Regions from separate parts of the Mus musculus genome. Here region 1 is linked to region 2. A link is a contact called in public Micro-C data. All regions are on one chromosome and are shown on one strand. Each heading gives the region's core, a stretch centred on a gene start, on an enhancer-like site or on the middle of the called end of the contact. The rest is flanking DNA. Distances are from core to core; before and after follow the strand shown.

Region 1 (7,382 bases), core at 3,481-5,980, 130 kb before region 2:
TCAGGGTTGACCCGGGCCTCTCGGGGGATGGCGTATGCTGTCACCACCAGGAGGATTCCGCTCACCAAGAAAACCAGAGCAGAAACAAAGCCATAGTCCACCGGGCGGCTCACAGGTTCCAGGCCTGGTCCCTCCTCTGAATGCAAAGAAAGATCATCCCGCTGGGACCGGGACAGTGAGGGGACACCTCCAGGGGGACTGGGGGCGTTACCCAGTCTGGCATCCCCAGGGTTCTGGAAATGAGTCTCCTGCTCCTCAGAGAAGAAGCAGGCATTCTCCACACCCATCCTGGGTGGCGCCACGGGGCCCTGCGAGGCCGCTCTCCTTGGAACCTGGGGACCATTGCTCAATGTCTTCAGTTCCAGACCAGGGGGAGATGCCATTGGAAAGAATGACCCCAGCTCATCCCTTGGCCCCTTGGCAGCTAGAAGAGAAAACAGAATGTCAGTTGAATTTGCCTGCAGGAGCCCATCTTCACGCTGTCCCTAGCACAGTTGTGGGGAGCTGTGGACAGTAGAGCAAGGGCCTGATCGCACGGTAACTGACGTACTTGTGCTTCCTTGGCCTCAGTTTCTCCACTGACCAAAACCCCCAGTGACAATAACAATGCCACTCTCTACCCCACAGTGCTAACAGAGAGGGTGAGGTAACCTCTGTGTAATCGTACCCAGTAAGTATAATGACGGGATACCGTTGTGATGATGGAGGAGTTTAGAATGGCCGTGGGGTCCGTATCACAGCCTCCTTGCTTGTGCTTAGGCAAATGACTGCGTTCCTCCACAGAAGCAGTGTTCTCATCTGTAGCATGGGAATCCTCTCTCACAAGGCTGTCGTAAGGAGCTCAGCAAGTGATGCCCATCAGGCTGTGGCCAGTTCGGCTAACAGGTGAGGTTGTGTGAACATGTGTCAGGCGAGGTGATGATGTAGGTGTGGCAGAGAAATGGTACAGGCACTAGTGGGTGGAAGCCTGGTGTGGGGGTGTTGGCACGAGTGGGAAACACTCTAGCAGCCACAGCATGGGGGTATTCTAGAGGGGGAAGGGGGACCTCAGAAACTAGCTGGTCCTGTTCACTGAGGTCTGTGAAAGCCAAGACAAGAAGCATTGGGCAGTCAAGTTGTTGGAGCCAGGAAGGCTGGGATTTGCGTGGATTTTAGAAGGTGGCAGGTCAGCTGCATGAAGGACAGGGTCCAGGGGTGGTGACCAGACAAGGAAGGTAGAGAATGGAAAGCCCTGACTGAGGTCAAAGTCAAATGCCTTTGTGTAAGCATGCAGAGGTTGGGAGATGGGGACAAAAAGGAGACACCACCACATACCTGGAGACATGCCACACAGACTCACTGCACATGCACACTTGTGTCAAAAGGCCACCAACCTACAGTCATCGGCCAGACTGAGTTCACTGGGGCTCTGCTTAGTTCATTTCCAAATCTATTCATTGAGTTTTGGTGAATCAGTTGCATACACACACACACACACACACACACACACACACACAAGTGTATATGTGTGTATATATGCAACTAATTCATCAAAACATATATGTATATGATGTGCCTATGTATATAAAGATGCCATATGCACCTTCCTGTAGGGAGCAAGTGAAGCCCTCAATGAATGTGTATTGCTGACATGGGCATGACCCCATATGGAGAACCCCAATGCCTCAGTCCCATGGGAGACAGTGTGTGCAGAAAACGTCCACTTGAGCTTTCTCCCTCCACTGCCTGTTGATGGCCTGATGACATCCCCTACAGAGAAGGCTCCTCCTACCAAGATTAGCTAAGCCTGCCTCCTTGTTCAGCTGTGTATACTATCCCTGCCTTCTTGTTTATCTGTAATAACCTGCCTTCTTTCTTAGCCATATTCAACAACCCCACCTCTCTGCATATAATAACTACGCTGATCTAGGAGAGCTGTGGATTCCCCACCAGCGAGCCCAGACCACCTGGATCTCAGCTTTTCTGCATGTCGGTGTCTGTCCTTTCTTTATTCCCGTGGTATGAAGGCCCAGGCAGGCTGATCCCCAGAGCCATGTATATGCAGCAGATACCCATTCCCAACTTCTCTTGCAAATCTGCCTGCCATGTTCCACCATCCCCGCATAGCACACACCTGGCACTGGTGATGGGGCTTTTTCCCTTATGTGGCTCTGAACTCTTCATAGGCACACCTTCTGACCCCACAGAAGCACAATACATACCCTGATGTCCTGAGGGTACATACATCACACAGCCCTGGCACACAAATGCACAGTCAGCAGAGACCCTAGGTGTGGCGTGGCTCTCCTGTTCTCATGTATCTGTACATGAAAGCTGCTTCTCTGTGTCCCTTGGTCACTCACTGTCCAGTGTTCTGTGGGCGCCTGTGTTTCTGTGCAAACACGAGCAAATAACTGAAGTGATGGTAGATGGATGAATGAATGAATGAATGAATGAAACTCCGAGAGCAGAGGTGGGAAGTCTCTCTGACCTTCCTATGTGGATCTCTTAACAAACACGTGGCCTTTCATCCTAGTTCAAAGGCTGCTACCGCTTACAACTCCGTGCTATCACTGTGTTCCTCCTCTGCCGTGTCCGTTTAATACACGCTGAGCACTGACTACTTGTTAGATTTTTTCGTTAACACCTCACTCAGGAATAGCTCAGCTCTATCCCCATTTTAGAAAACACAACCAAGATCTTATGGTATGTATGGGGACCAGGGACCAAGAGTTGAATATATGTACCCCAAGAATCTCTGTTCCCTACATACTTGCAAAACCCACACTCCACCTCCCTTCCCTGGCTCTTGGAACCCTCACTTGAGACAGCAGGCATGGGAATCCTGGTCTCTCCACATCTCCCTGGGTCCCTAGCCTTCTCTCAGTTCCCAGAGGATGGATAGAAAGGATGGACGGGAGTGCTAGTTGGCTTTTTACTTTTGGCATTCAAAGCTACTCAGAGCCTGAAAGTAGGTGCCACTTATGGCCCCCACCCATTAAGCCCTCAGTAAGTCTGAAGAACGTGGGGATAGTCCACAACACTTTTCCTAGATGGTGCATTAGTGCCTCCATATCCCAGAGGATATCTGGGGCACACAAATAAAAGAGAACAGGACTCTCTTTTACTCAAAACTTTTTCCTTGGGATGCCTGGGTGAAGGAGCAGACACAAGGAGGCTTCATCCCTTTAACTGCTTTGGAATGTCTGTTTCTCTCATAAGATGCTTAGTAAGTTACTAAAGGGCTTGCTTATCAATTATCCAGACATTAGCTCACATGCGCGCACTTGCACACAACACACACACACACACACACACACAGAGAGAGAGAGAGAGAGAGAGAGAGAGAGAGAGAGAGAGAGCTATGCTGGTGCTCATGGATCACACTCCAAGCCCGAAGCCACACCAGTTATTGTAATTGTATCTGCAGTCCTATAGTTCCTGAAAGGCAAGAGCCCCCCCACCCCCGCCCTGTTCCACACTCACTGTCCTCGGGACGCTTCCCACAGCAATGCCCACAGACCCGGGAACTAAGTGTGACTCACAGATTCTCGGGTCACTCTGGTGGTGGTACCCACAAGAGGGTAAAATCAGGAGAGGGAGAGGGCGGGATGAGAGAAGGAGGAAGAAAGGGAGAAAGGAATGGAGACTACCTCTAGCACTACTGAGATCTAAGCAGGATCCACCCAGACCTGCCCAAGTCCAGCACTCTCACCCATAGCGCACTCTGACACCCCGGAGCTGGACACACTGCCAGGCTGGGTGAGGCTTCGCAAACCCAATCGACAGACACACGCACTCGTAGTACACAAAGCCTCAGGCGCGCAGATGCATACACGCAGGTCCACGCGGTTATACCCAAAGTTCTGCGCGGAAAGCCCCAGCACCCCGGCCTCCCGCCTCCCCCGCGCCCGCCGGCCCGCAGTTCACACCCCCTGCTCCTGCCCTTGACCGCATACGCCACGGGCCAGAGCAGGCCAGACCCGGACGGTCAGCGCTCGCAGAGGGGCGGCCCTGGGAGGCTGGGGCTCGGCGGGGCCGGCGTGCTCCACGGAGCCCCGGTCGCGTGTCCTTCGGCGGGCCGCGAGGTCAGGCGAGCTGTCCTTCGCTGCCACTCCCCGCCTCGGGCCCTGCGCCGGCGGCTCGCGGTCGGCGTGCGGAGCCGTGTCGGGCCTCCCTAGTCTCCGCACGCGGGAGCACAGAGCTCCGGGCTGCCGAGGGTGTGCGCAGATCCCGGCCCGGCCGCTGCCTCGCCCTCCCCGGCTCCCGCCCCCTTCCCGGCCCGCCCGCAGCGGCTGCCCGGGCGCACGTACCTGCTCGCGCCGCGCCGGGCTGCACCGCGTCGGCCGCTGGGGGGCTCCGAGAAGGAAGGGATAAGGCAGGGCGGGAGCGGAGGATCCTGGAGCGTCGCCGATCGAGCTCCGCCCGCGGCGGGCGAGGGCGCCGGGAGAGTTAGCGTGGGGAGGGAGCCGGCTGCGGGTGCCCGGCCCCCACCGCCCCTAGAGCCACCTCTGTCTCGCCCGCGCACGCTGGCCGGGGAAACCCTAGGCAAGGAGCCCGCGGCGCTGGGTACAGGGGCGGGGCGAGGCGAGGAAGGGGCGGGGGAGAAGACCCCTCCCCCGCCTCTGGGGAGACCCTGCGGCACCCGGGGATGCTTTACCCACCCCAGGTAGGACCCAGGGTCCTCTTCAAGGTCTGTAGATCCGGAGTATCATCCTTGCGTGGGGCTCGATGGCTCACGGGCGCCACGTGAAGGCAGAAACGAAGCCTCTACCCACCTCTATTTCTGATGGGTGTCCTTCTGGGTCATTGTCCACGGCCACGCACACTCTTGAGCTCCAAAGCCACCTGCAAAGCTCCTTCTGCCGGGCAGCCTGTCTGGCTTCCTCAGGGACACACTGGGGTTCGTCCATCTAGGCACTCCTCTGACCTGTGGAGCCCGGTGCAGGTGCACAGGTTTCTGTTTTAAAGGGAACTTCTTCCTCTTGGGGGCCCCAGGCCAAGCCCAAAGAGAGGTCTGGTGAGTAAGGGAAGGTTATGGTTTCCGGGAAAACTTCGTGGCCGGCTTCAAGTAAGTCTTATCATCTTTCTGAACCTTATTGTCCACCTTTGTCCAAGGGAATCATGACTGCTGACCCTGAGTACTCTGCCAGTGTGAGCGGAGGCTACTCTGACATCCAGGAAGACAGCTAAGGTGAGAAAATCCCTGCCCTGGCTTCGTCGCTCTCTCACTGTCAAAGGCTCACTGGTCCTACTCCAAAGGCATCCAGTCCTCACCCACCAGGAGAACAAAGGTTGTCTTGGAAGCCTTGTGGGCCCCGTGCTGAGCCTCCAAAGCTGTCTCCCTCTATTCTTTGAGAGGCCTGAGCGATTTGCATCTCTACAGGGAAGCTGGCAATGGCACCAGATTCCTGTGCAGTGCCATCTCCACCCCTCGCAGGTGTATGACCTCGTACAAACTTCTCTCTTTAAGCTCCTTTTCCCATCTGTAAATGGACTCAAGAATTCCATGAGATCCCAGCCATTAGAGTGTCCACAGTTCCCTCCCTGCCCTGTATAGTCCTGCCTTGCAGCACATCCTCAGTGGTCACTCTCTTCCCTCACTTCCCTCAAGTCTTTGCTCACATGTCACCTTCTCAGAACCACCTGCCTGGGCCATCTTCTTAAAAAGAGTAGCGCTCTGGCACCCTGCTTGCCTTCACTCAGAACTTCTCACTAGGGCATTCATCAGCTCCTGATAGTGTATTTCTTTGCTCAGTATCATTTCTGCTTAAAAATAAGTAACACGCTGGGTAGCAGTGATGCAGGCCTTTAAATTCCAGCACTTGGGAGGCAGGTGAATTTCTGAGTTGGAGGCCAGCCTGGTCTACAGAGTGAGTTCCAGGACAGCCAGGGCTGCACAGAGAAACCCTGTCTGGAAAACCAAAATCAAAACTAAGAAAATCAAAGCAAAAAAGAGCCAAGTGTATAGTACAGACTTTGTTCCCCTCCCTGGTGTATCCCGAGACTTAAAAAGGGCCCTTGATATCTATTCTTTAAATAAAGAATTGAGAGGTGCACAGCTATTGCTCTTGTTGTATACTTGCAACTAAGCAGAGCCCGTCCCTGCCCTCAAGAAACTCCGGTGATATTCCAGAAGGAAAAGGGATGCACACAGGCAGTGCTGTAGCCACAGTGAGGGATAACAAGCAAAGGTACACTGTGCTGTGCGCGTCTCAGGCAGGGTGCTTGCTTGAGTCTTGGGGATGGGATAGCATTTTAGCAGAAGAGGGGACTGGGCCACAACGGGCACTTGTATAGATGGCAAGTATTTAAAGAGCAAGGAAGAGAGATCCAGCAGAGGACTAGCGTGGACAAAGGCCTTGGGGCAGAAGGGAGCACAGTGAGCGTGGGCATGGAGGGGGTATGGTCACAGTGGGAGACCAAGGTAGGAGCATGGCAGGACATGGGGCTGTGCCAGGTCTCTGCAAAGCCTTGAAGGCCAAGAAGGATGTTCTTCTCAGGACAGGGGGAACTCCAACGTGGAAGAGTCGGAGTAGAAAGTTAGCTAACCTTCTATCCCCTTTATCATGTGAATTTGACCTTTGGTTGTCCAGCTCAGGTTTTTTTGGTTTTACAAGACCAGAAATATATTCCAAGTGATTGAGCAACACTGTTTAGATAAATATGACCCCTGTAGAGAAAGCTAGAATGACCCACAGCAGCAGCGGGTGAGAATCGGAGATATCAATATGAACTCACGTTCAGCTTAATACAGATATGGGTGGTGATGTATAGAAATATTTACAGAGCAGCCCTACGTGCTTCTGGAGCCGTGAGTTACCATGCAGACGTGGCCAAGTCCAAGAACCACATCTATACAGCCAATCCTGATAATGGCACAGAAACGACATCAAGAAATCTCAGTCACAAAGATATGAATCTCTTAAGGGGTTTGACCCCAAGTTCCTGAGGAAACCGTGCTTTGCCAAGAAGCACAAGAAAGACCTACAGAAGGTGTAGGCAATGAATGCATGTGCAGAGGTCATCAAGGCCCTTGAGAAGCCTAAGGCAGTTAAGCCCAAGATGCCAAAGGGCCCCAGCCACAAACTCAGCCATCTGGCTTTCGTCACTGACTCCACCCCTAGGAGGCAGATTCTATTCTGCATGGCCAGGAGTTGCAGGCTATGCCAAGCAAAGTCCAAGCTCAAACCAAGGCTACAGCCATAGTTCTAGCTCAGGCCCAGGCTTCAGCTCCAGTTCAGGCTCTCAAAGGTGCCCAGGCCCCTGTGAAGGCCCCAGAGAAAAGGCTTCTATCTGCTAATGTGAAGGCAGATGGAACTGTGTGACACTCCTACACATTACTTTTTTTTTTTTTTGCAAATAATCTTGAGGCAAGATCTGTTTTAAAATGTTTACAGAAA
Region 2 (7,541 bases), core at 2,284-4,783:
TGTTCCCAGGATGCCCCACGGCTGCGGAGTCACCTTGACAGCTTTTTTTCTCCCGGGAATTGCAGAATGTGCCTGCGCCGGGCTTCAGACTTTCCAAAGAGACCCGCAATGCAGTGGAATATGCGACCGGAAGGCCAGCCTGCCTCTGCAGCCCTCCTCATGCATTCCTAAAAAAACTTAGAGGCCGCGGTTCTTCCGAAGGCCCCTTGGGGCTCTATGCTCGTCAGACCATTTGATTTACAATGGGTGGGAGAAGAAAGCAAGAGTCGACACCCCGCCCCGCTGCTCGTTCTGAAAAGGAGATCCCCTCTCCCTTTGATTTAGAAGCGCTTTCAAGTCCCTAGGTGGTTGCTTCTGGTGCCTTGCTCTCAGGATTGTGGCCTGGCGCCAACTTTTGACCTGCCCTAGTTGAAGATGCAGACGCACCAACCACCAGAGTTAGAACCATTGGGCGTCTGCTGCCTAGGGAAGTGGACTTGCCCGAGGGTATCACTTCCTACTTAAACCAATCACCCTCTCAGGCATTGGTATGCAGGTGAAAAGCTAGAAAATCAAGGAAACCTCCAAGACTTGCCCGTGGCCATGAAGGATGGAACGTTTAAGCCAGTGAGAGTAGAGTGTGCTATTCTGAATAGGGAGGCGTGGGCATAAATTCCCTTTTGGATATTTATTACTTTCAGGTGACTACCTTGAAATGTTCCCAAATCTTGATAGCAGCCCCACCAAATACTCTTATGAACTGAGCCAGAAATCAGGGACTTACCCTCAGACCCTGCCTTTACCTGTTGGTGACATCATAATTAATCTCAGATTTCAGCATGACTTTAAACATTTCATGACTGACCCCTGGTGGACATGTCGTTCTTACCCCCATTTACTCATGCATTCCCTTCATTTCAAATAGCTTGCTGATTTTAAAACTCAGCTTGCTAATCCATGCCTTCATGCCGTGGCAGAGCTGTTCCCTCTGCCTTAAATGCCATCCACAGTTCACGTGGTGAATTGGTCAGTTCTAAGCCTGCCCCTAAACCCTACACCCACACAAACCCCAAGGATCTTCGGATTCACTGGTCATTATTCATTCCACACGTATTTAGGAAGTCCATACTCCGAGCCAGGCCTTCCCTTTTGCATTACCTAGGCTGAAATTCCACCATGCTATGTTGGTTTGCTGGCCATCCTTACTAGCCAGTGTGAATCACTAGTGCCAAGCCCTGTGTCTCCATAGAGTAACAGGAGAAAAGCAGACACAGGGCAGAGAATCCCGAAAACCTAGTGTGTAGGTAGCTATTTCCTCCGAATTGAAACAACGTTCCCTCCTGGGAGGGAGTGGGAGGCCTTTGAGACTCAAGAACCTAAGGAAGCATAAAAGACTCTGAGCGCAGAGAGCTGATTCACAGAGCCCTCCCCAGGCTTATGTAAGCAGTGCACAGTTGCGAGGGGAGAGGAGGTTCTTCTCTCTGGGGTTGTCACCAATGCTGGGGGGAACTGCCTGCATCACCTAGGCTCCTTTAATCCTACTAAACTCCTTGGTTTACCACAGTGAGCATGGACTAGTTTATTTTAGTTCAGCAGTTCTCAACCTGTGGGTTACAACCCCTTTGGGGTTGAATAATCCTTTCACAGGGGTTGCCTAAGACCATCAGAACATCATGATTCACAACAGTAACACATTTACGGTTATGAAGTAGTAACAAAAAAAAAAAAATTTACGGTTGGGGTGGTCACCAGAACATGAGGAAAACTGTATTAAATGTCACAGCATTAGGAAGGTTGAGAGCCACTGTTTTAGTTGGTGTGCCATTGGTTCTTTGAGGTGAATAGGTGTTTGTACACATCTCCCCAGAAATGTCATCTGACACCTTGATAAACATTTTCCCACTTACCACCTGTAGAAAGCCTCTTAAAGAAAAACTAGGTGTAGGGAGGGAAACTCCAGCCCTAGTGAGATACACAGAAAGTAGTGTGACAGCGCAAGAGCTTGCTCAGTTCCTGCAGGTAGCTGACTCTCGGAAGGGACTTGCTCCCAAGGACTTCCCTCCCCTCACTATCGTTCGATCTCCATCCCAGAGCTTTCTATACATCTTCGTATTGTAAGCAATAACAACACAGTATATCAGCAGTCAGGCCCTGGGGAATCAGCAGGGCTGGAAAGGGGCCCATTAGCCCCCATCTTTGAACTTACAGAATAAGAACACTTTGTTCCAAACTGCTGGAACTCTGGGACTCCCACTTGTTCCTGTGGACAACTCATCTATCCTTCAGAAAACAGAAGCGTGGGTTAATGTGATGGAGTAATAGCTTCTGTAAGGCCAAATTAGCCCAGGGATCTGGTGAATCGGCAAGGAGGAGGCTGTTGCTAAGCCACAAGCATGTACCTCCTCCTTCCAGGGCTATACTGTGCCAGAGGGAACGGGACTCAGGAAATTCTGTTCTCCCAGTGAAGGTCCAGGGGAGGCAGAACAGAAGCCAGGCTTTAGAGAGGCTCAACCTACTGCTTGCCTCTGACTATGAGAGCAAAGAATGGACTAGGCTCCATGTCCGATATAGTTATTTTGTAACCATGTCCGATATAGTTATTTTGTAACTATAGTAAAATAACAGTTACTTTAAGCAGAGTTATCTAGGCATGAGAAGACTATTTAAATGGGTTACACATGGAGAACATTTAGCACAGTGCCTAGCACAAATAGGCAACTCCATAACTGTCTGCTCATCCCACCTAGGGCCACCTCCTAAGTCCAGGCACTGTTTTGGATGCCCACAGTAAGAAGTGAACACAATCATCACTCTTTGATGTAGGGACTTTGTAGTGAAGAGCTGGATTAAAAAGCCCCAAGACTTTGTGGGCTGTGTCAGGTGGTGGGAAGAACTGGGGAGGAGAATGAAGTGGGGTGGAGAGCAGAGGGTGGCAGTAGGATTAGGGAAGCCTTGCTGTGGAGGGGAGAGACATTTGTGTAAAAGCTTAAAGAATTGGGTGGGCAAGAACATTCCGGGGGGTCAGGCCCACTGCACAGACCCTGGGGTGAGCATGCCCCCAGTGTTCAGAGGACCCTGAGGGAGGAAACCAGAGAAGATGGGAGGGGCTCAGACCCTGGAGGGCTCATGGGGCTTGGTGAGAATTTTGACCCTTCTTGAGTGAGAGGGAGCCACAAGGAAAGTCTGAGCATCAGAGAGCCATAGCCTTCAGGGCCTTCTGGCCAATGGATGTAGGGTAGATTAGAGGTAAGTGTAGAAGATAGAACAGTGCAGAAAATCATACGTCCTCCAAACCCTGCCAGGGAGCAGAAAAAGGAAAGCTTTGTTCCCATTTCCTTCTAAGAGTGAAGCAAATTAAAAGGAATTTACCTACCTAGGAAGTCCTAGAAGACAGGACAAGGGAGGGAAAGAAATTGGTTGTGAGCAGGTCTTGTTTAGCTCCTCTATCCCAGCCGATACGGACTGTTCTTACCTGCTGGCTCCGCACGCTGTCCTCTTCTCCAGCCACTGCAGCCTCCTGGCATGTGCTGGTCGCCTGTGTCCCAGTTGGGTTCCTGCTCTGGGAAGGGTGGTGCCCGCCCCTTGTTCAGCTGACTCACCGTGGACTAGGATGGGCCCAGGTAAGCCTGTGTGGCTCGGTAAACAGAGCAGTCACCCACGAGTGGGTGGGGCTAAAGCGTACAGCTGATATGCGTAGATGCTGTAGAGATGGGTGCGAACTAGGGCTACTTGGCCCTATGAGGAAGTCAGCACGACTGTGGCGGCCTCACCCTGCCAATAGGCAGTTAACTGGAGAACAGTGAGAGAGATGTCCTGGGCCTTAAAAGATGGCCGCAGGTTGTAACCTAGTGTATTTCTTAGAAATCAATTGCAGTGCAGTCTCTGGATCCATCATGGTGTTTCTTTTAGTAAAACCAATCTAGAAATCCCAGATGCCTGACACTGGTTAAAGGAGTCACCAATCTATAGACGATGACACAATTATTAAATCATTTCAGGAAGGTGCCAAGGGGAAATATAACAATACTGAGACAGCGAATAATCACCATTGAGGTCATACCCTCTGGTTTTGTTTTCAGAAAAGTGTGTACTGCAGGAAGTCTAGAGAGCCCCACCCCCTTTCCGGCTCTCTTTCATTCTTTCTGAGATGCTAGGGACCGAGCCTTACACTCCTAAGCAAATGCTGCCTGACATCTCCAGGCCCTGGTGAGCTTTTCACTTTGTAGTTGTGTAGATTCCAATAATGGTAGCAAAGTGTGTGTGTGTGGGCACACACAGACACACACACACTGCCTTTGCCTGTGTGTATATGTAGAAGTCAGAGATTGACAGTCTTCCTCTATTCTCCTCCACCTTAGTTTTAAGACAGGGTCTCTCACTGAACCTAGTGCTCACCATTTAAGCTAGCCTGGCTGTTCAGCAAGCCCCTGGGATCCGCCTCAGCACCTGTAGTGCAAATGTACCTGCTGTTCACGACTTTCATGTGGGTGTGGAGAGGTCCTCATATATGCATAGCAAGCACATTACCCATCAAACCATCCCTCCAGCCTTACTTATGATTTTCCTAAGAAAGCAGTAAGTATTTTGGATTTTTTTTTTAAAAAATCTAATTGGAGCCGGGGGTGGTGGTGCATGCCTTTAATCCCAGCACTTGGGAGGCAGAGGCAGGTGGACTTCTGAGTTCGAGGCCAGCCTGGTCTACAGAGTGAGTTCCAGGACTGCCAGGGCTATACAGGAAAACCCTGTCTTGGAAGAAAAAAAAACAAAAAAAACAACCCCCCCCCCCAAAAAAAAATCTAATTGGAAATCTCCTAGGAAAATTAAGGAACTGTGTTGATAGGACAGAGTTTACTTTCTTTTTCTTTTCCTTTGTCCCTCTTTTTTTTTTCTTTTTTAAGACAGGCTCTCTGTATGTAGCCTTGGCTGTCTTAGACCAGGCTGGCTTTGAAGGCTTAGAGATCTGCCTGCCTTTGCCTCCCAAGTGCTAGGTTTAAGGTGTGTACCACCAAATCCATCTCTATATCTCTATTATGTTTTTTTTTTTAATTTTGTTTTTGTTTTTTTTGTTTTTTCGAGACAGGGTTTCTCTGTATAGTCCTGGCTGTCCTGGAACTCACTTTGTAGACCAGGCTGGCCTCGAACTCAGAAATCCGCCTGCCTCTGCCTCCCAAGTGCTGGGATTAAAGGCGTGCGCCACCACACCTGGCGGCTCTATTATGTTTTTTAAACCTTGAAGCTTTTGAATGTACATTTAACCCACTACTCATATGAAAGTCAAGTTAAAAAAAAAGAGGAAGAGAAATTCCTGATGGGTATAGTTGGATGATGGTGTCTAGAGAGGGACTCAGGAGTCATGTGCTAGGAAATCCCCTAAGGAATGACACAGTGTGCCCACTCAAGGTGGGGTAGGTATCAGGGATGCTGGCCAGGCAGGCTCACAGCACAGTCCCCATGATGAGCCTGGTCAGATTGTACAATAGCAGATCCTGAGACACTGCCTGCCTGGGAGGAGCCCACAGCCCAGAGTGCCACACAAGGAACACATCTCAGGACTGGTGACATATCTGTTGATGTGGCCTTTTGCCTCTAACTCTGAGAATCATCTTGTATTGCTCATGTGTCCCAAAGGCTGAAAATTCAGTCCTTGGCTAACTGAAGGCAAGGCCTACATAGTAGATCTACAAAAAGTGTTCTCACGATTAATATAGGAATCAGTGCTATGACAGGACTTATTTCTGTTTCTTTATAGACTTGCATGAATAGCTAAGAGGTTTAAAACACTGGTGGCCATTCATTTAGAAACTCCCTGTGAGCAATGTGGCAGATCAGTGCCTGCCACTGCAACCTTCCCTCCGGGCTCATGGCTTGTCCAGAATCCTCTGTTCACATGGAGGCTGCAGCTTGCCACTGTCACTTGAAGTTGATCTGAGGTAATGTACCTGGGCTTCCATGTTGGCAGAATGTTGTCTGTGGCTTTGTTTGTTTGTTTGTTTGTTTTTCAAAACAGAGTTTCTCCATGTAGCTTTGGCTGTCCTGGAACTTACTCGTAGACCGGGCTTTCCTTTAACTCAAGAAGTCCACTTGCCTTTGCCTTCTGAGTGCTGGGATCAAGAGTCTGTGAGCTCCTTAACCCTGGGGCCTAGCTTCCTGCCTAGGAAGTACTTTAAAAAATATGTCCCTTCTAGAAAAAACAACCACAGTTAAAAACTTAAATATTCACCCATACTTAAAAAGGTTTGGTTGGGTTATCAGAGCTAAGTCCCAAGTCTATGACATCACACTAATTTCTAAATCTCTGAGCAGGGTTTCCCACAGCTACCTACTACACAGGTTTGTCCTCAACATTACATGCATTGGTGGTGTAAAGTGCTTTGAAAATTGTGACATGGAAATAGGAGGCTACTGTCACAGTCTCATCTCTGTGACTAAGATCTATCTAAAGCTAGATGACTGTGTGACAATGAGGAATAGGTCAGTGTTGAGAGCTGTGGTCACCATGGCAACCTGGGGGACTCAGTGTGGCAGATTAGTAATAACAGAAGAGGTTTTGAAATGCATAACTGAGAGTCACAGGAAGAAAATGTCTCAAGGAGAGCAGAGCTAGGGAAGGTGGTGGTGCACACCTTTAATCCCAGCACTCGGGAGGCAGAGGCAGGTGGATCTAAGTTTGAGACCAGACTGGTCTAGAGTGAATTCCAGAACAGCCACGGCTACAAAAAAAAAAAAAAAAAAAAAAAAAACAGCACAAATGAAGGTGAGGTTGATACTTGGACAAGAAAATTGTTTTGACACATGTGAAAACACCACTTGAGTTTTATATGTTCCCCGCAGGCATTGGTATTAGAGGGAAGAACGTTGGGGGTACCTGTAGGCAGAGGCAATGGAGTTGGAGACTACTGCTTATCATCACTATGAAGGAGCAAACAGCAGATGCACAGTTTCTTTCAATCAGGTAGGCCATTTCTCTACTTACCAGGTTATCACAAACTTGGAGGAGTTATGTAATATGAAGCCAGTTTTAAAAACATTCCCCAAGTTGATCATGGTAGTCCACGATCCTCTAGCTAGGACATGGCAGCTGCCCATTTAAATTCATTGTAGCACTGGTTACCTGTACTCATCCAAACCAGTTAGAATTCTATTATGGATCATGGTGCAGCTCCAGAGGCTCTACCCCTAGCTGAGGAGCTACTGGCAATTGATGCAAGAGTCATTTCTCTCTCCCCTCCAGACAGGGTATCACTATGTAGCCCTGGATGACCTGGAACTCACTGTGTAGACTAGGCTAGCATGGAACTCAGAGATCCAAGTGCTGGGATTAAAGGTGTGTGTCTCCATGGCCAGCCTAAAAGTCACTTTTATTTAGAAATGCCTTTTAACAAACTTGAGACCCTTTAGAAACGAACAGTTAATTGAACATACTTTTAAACCTTACTTTTAAACTCAAGACATGGATGGGGAGTACATCACGAAAATCTACAGACAGCTGATGGTTGACGTTTTTAGCTGAAAATTGGAATTTCAAATGAAAACCAAAGTTCTTCAACTGAAATTAGAAGACT

What was found. A called contact is a pair of places that touch in the nucleus more often than the background predicts.
Region 1: a contact with region 2 is called in a Micro-C map of embryonic stem cells, with 5 times the contacts expected there. The contact joins the promoter of Tmem74b here to the promoter of Sdcbp2 in region 2. A contact is called at or near these places in 2 of 39 promoter capture datasets (embryonic stem cells and neural stem cells), 20 of 484 Hi-C or Micro-C datasets (B cells, the G1E-ER4 cell line, the N1E-115 cell line and 8 more), 15 of 115 datasets of contacts at active chromatin or transcription factors (CD8 T cells, craniofacial prominence, embryonic forebrain and 9 more) and 3 of 9 other capture datasets (adipose tissue, embryonic stem cells and pancreatic islet).

The regions. Positions count from the first base shown.
Region 1 is chr2:151,699,356-151,706,737 of GRCm38.p6, reverse strand. Tmem74b (transmembrane protein 74B) reads right to left here and starts at 4,730. Exons shown (of 2, transcript NM_001160363.1): 1 at 4,293-4,730; 2 at 1-424. The coding sequence starts at 383.
Region 2 is chr2:151,568,615-151,576,155 of GRCm38.p6, reverse strand. It overlaps Sdcbp2 (syndecan binding protein (syntenin) 2), which reads right to left and starts at 3,533. Exons shown (of 9, transcript NM_145535.2): 1 at 3,452-3,533. It overlaps Gm39959 (a long non-coding RNA gene), which reads left to right and starts at 4,131. Exons shown (of 3, transcript XR_866853.2): 1 at 4,131-4,185; 2 at 5,729-5,909; 3 at 6,811-6,930.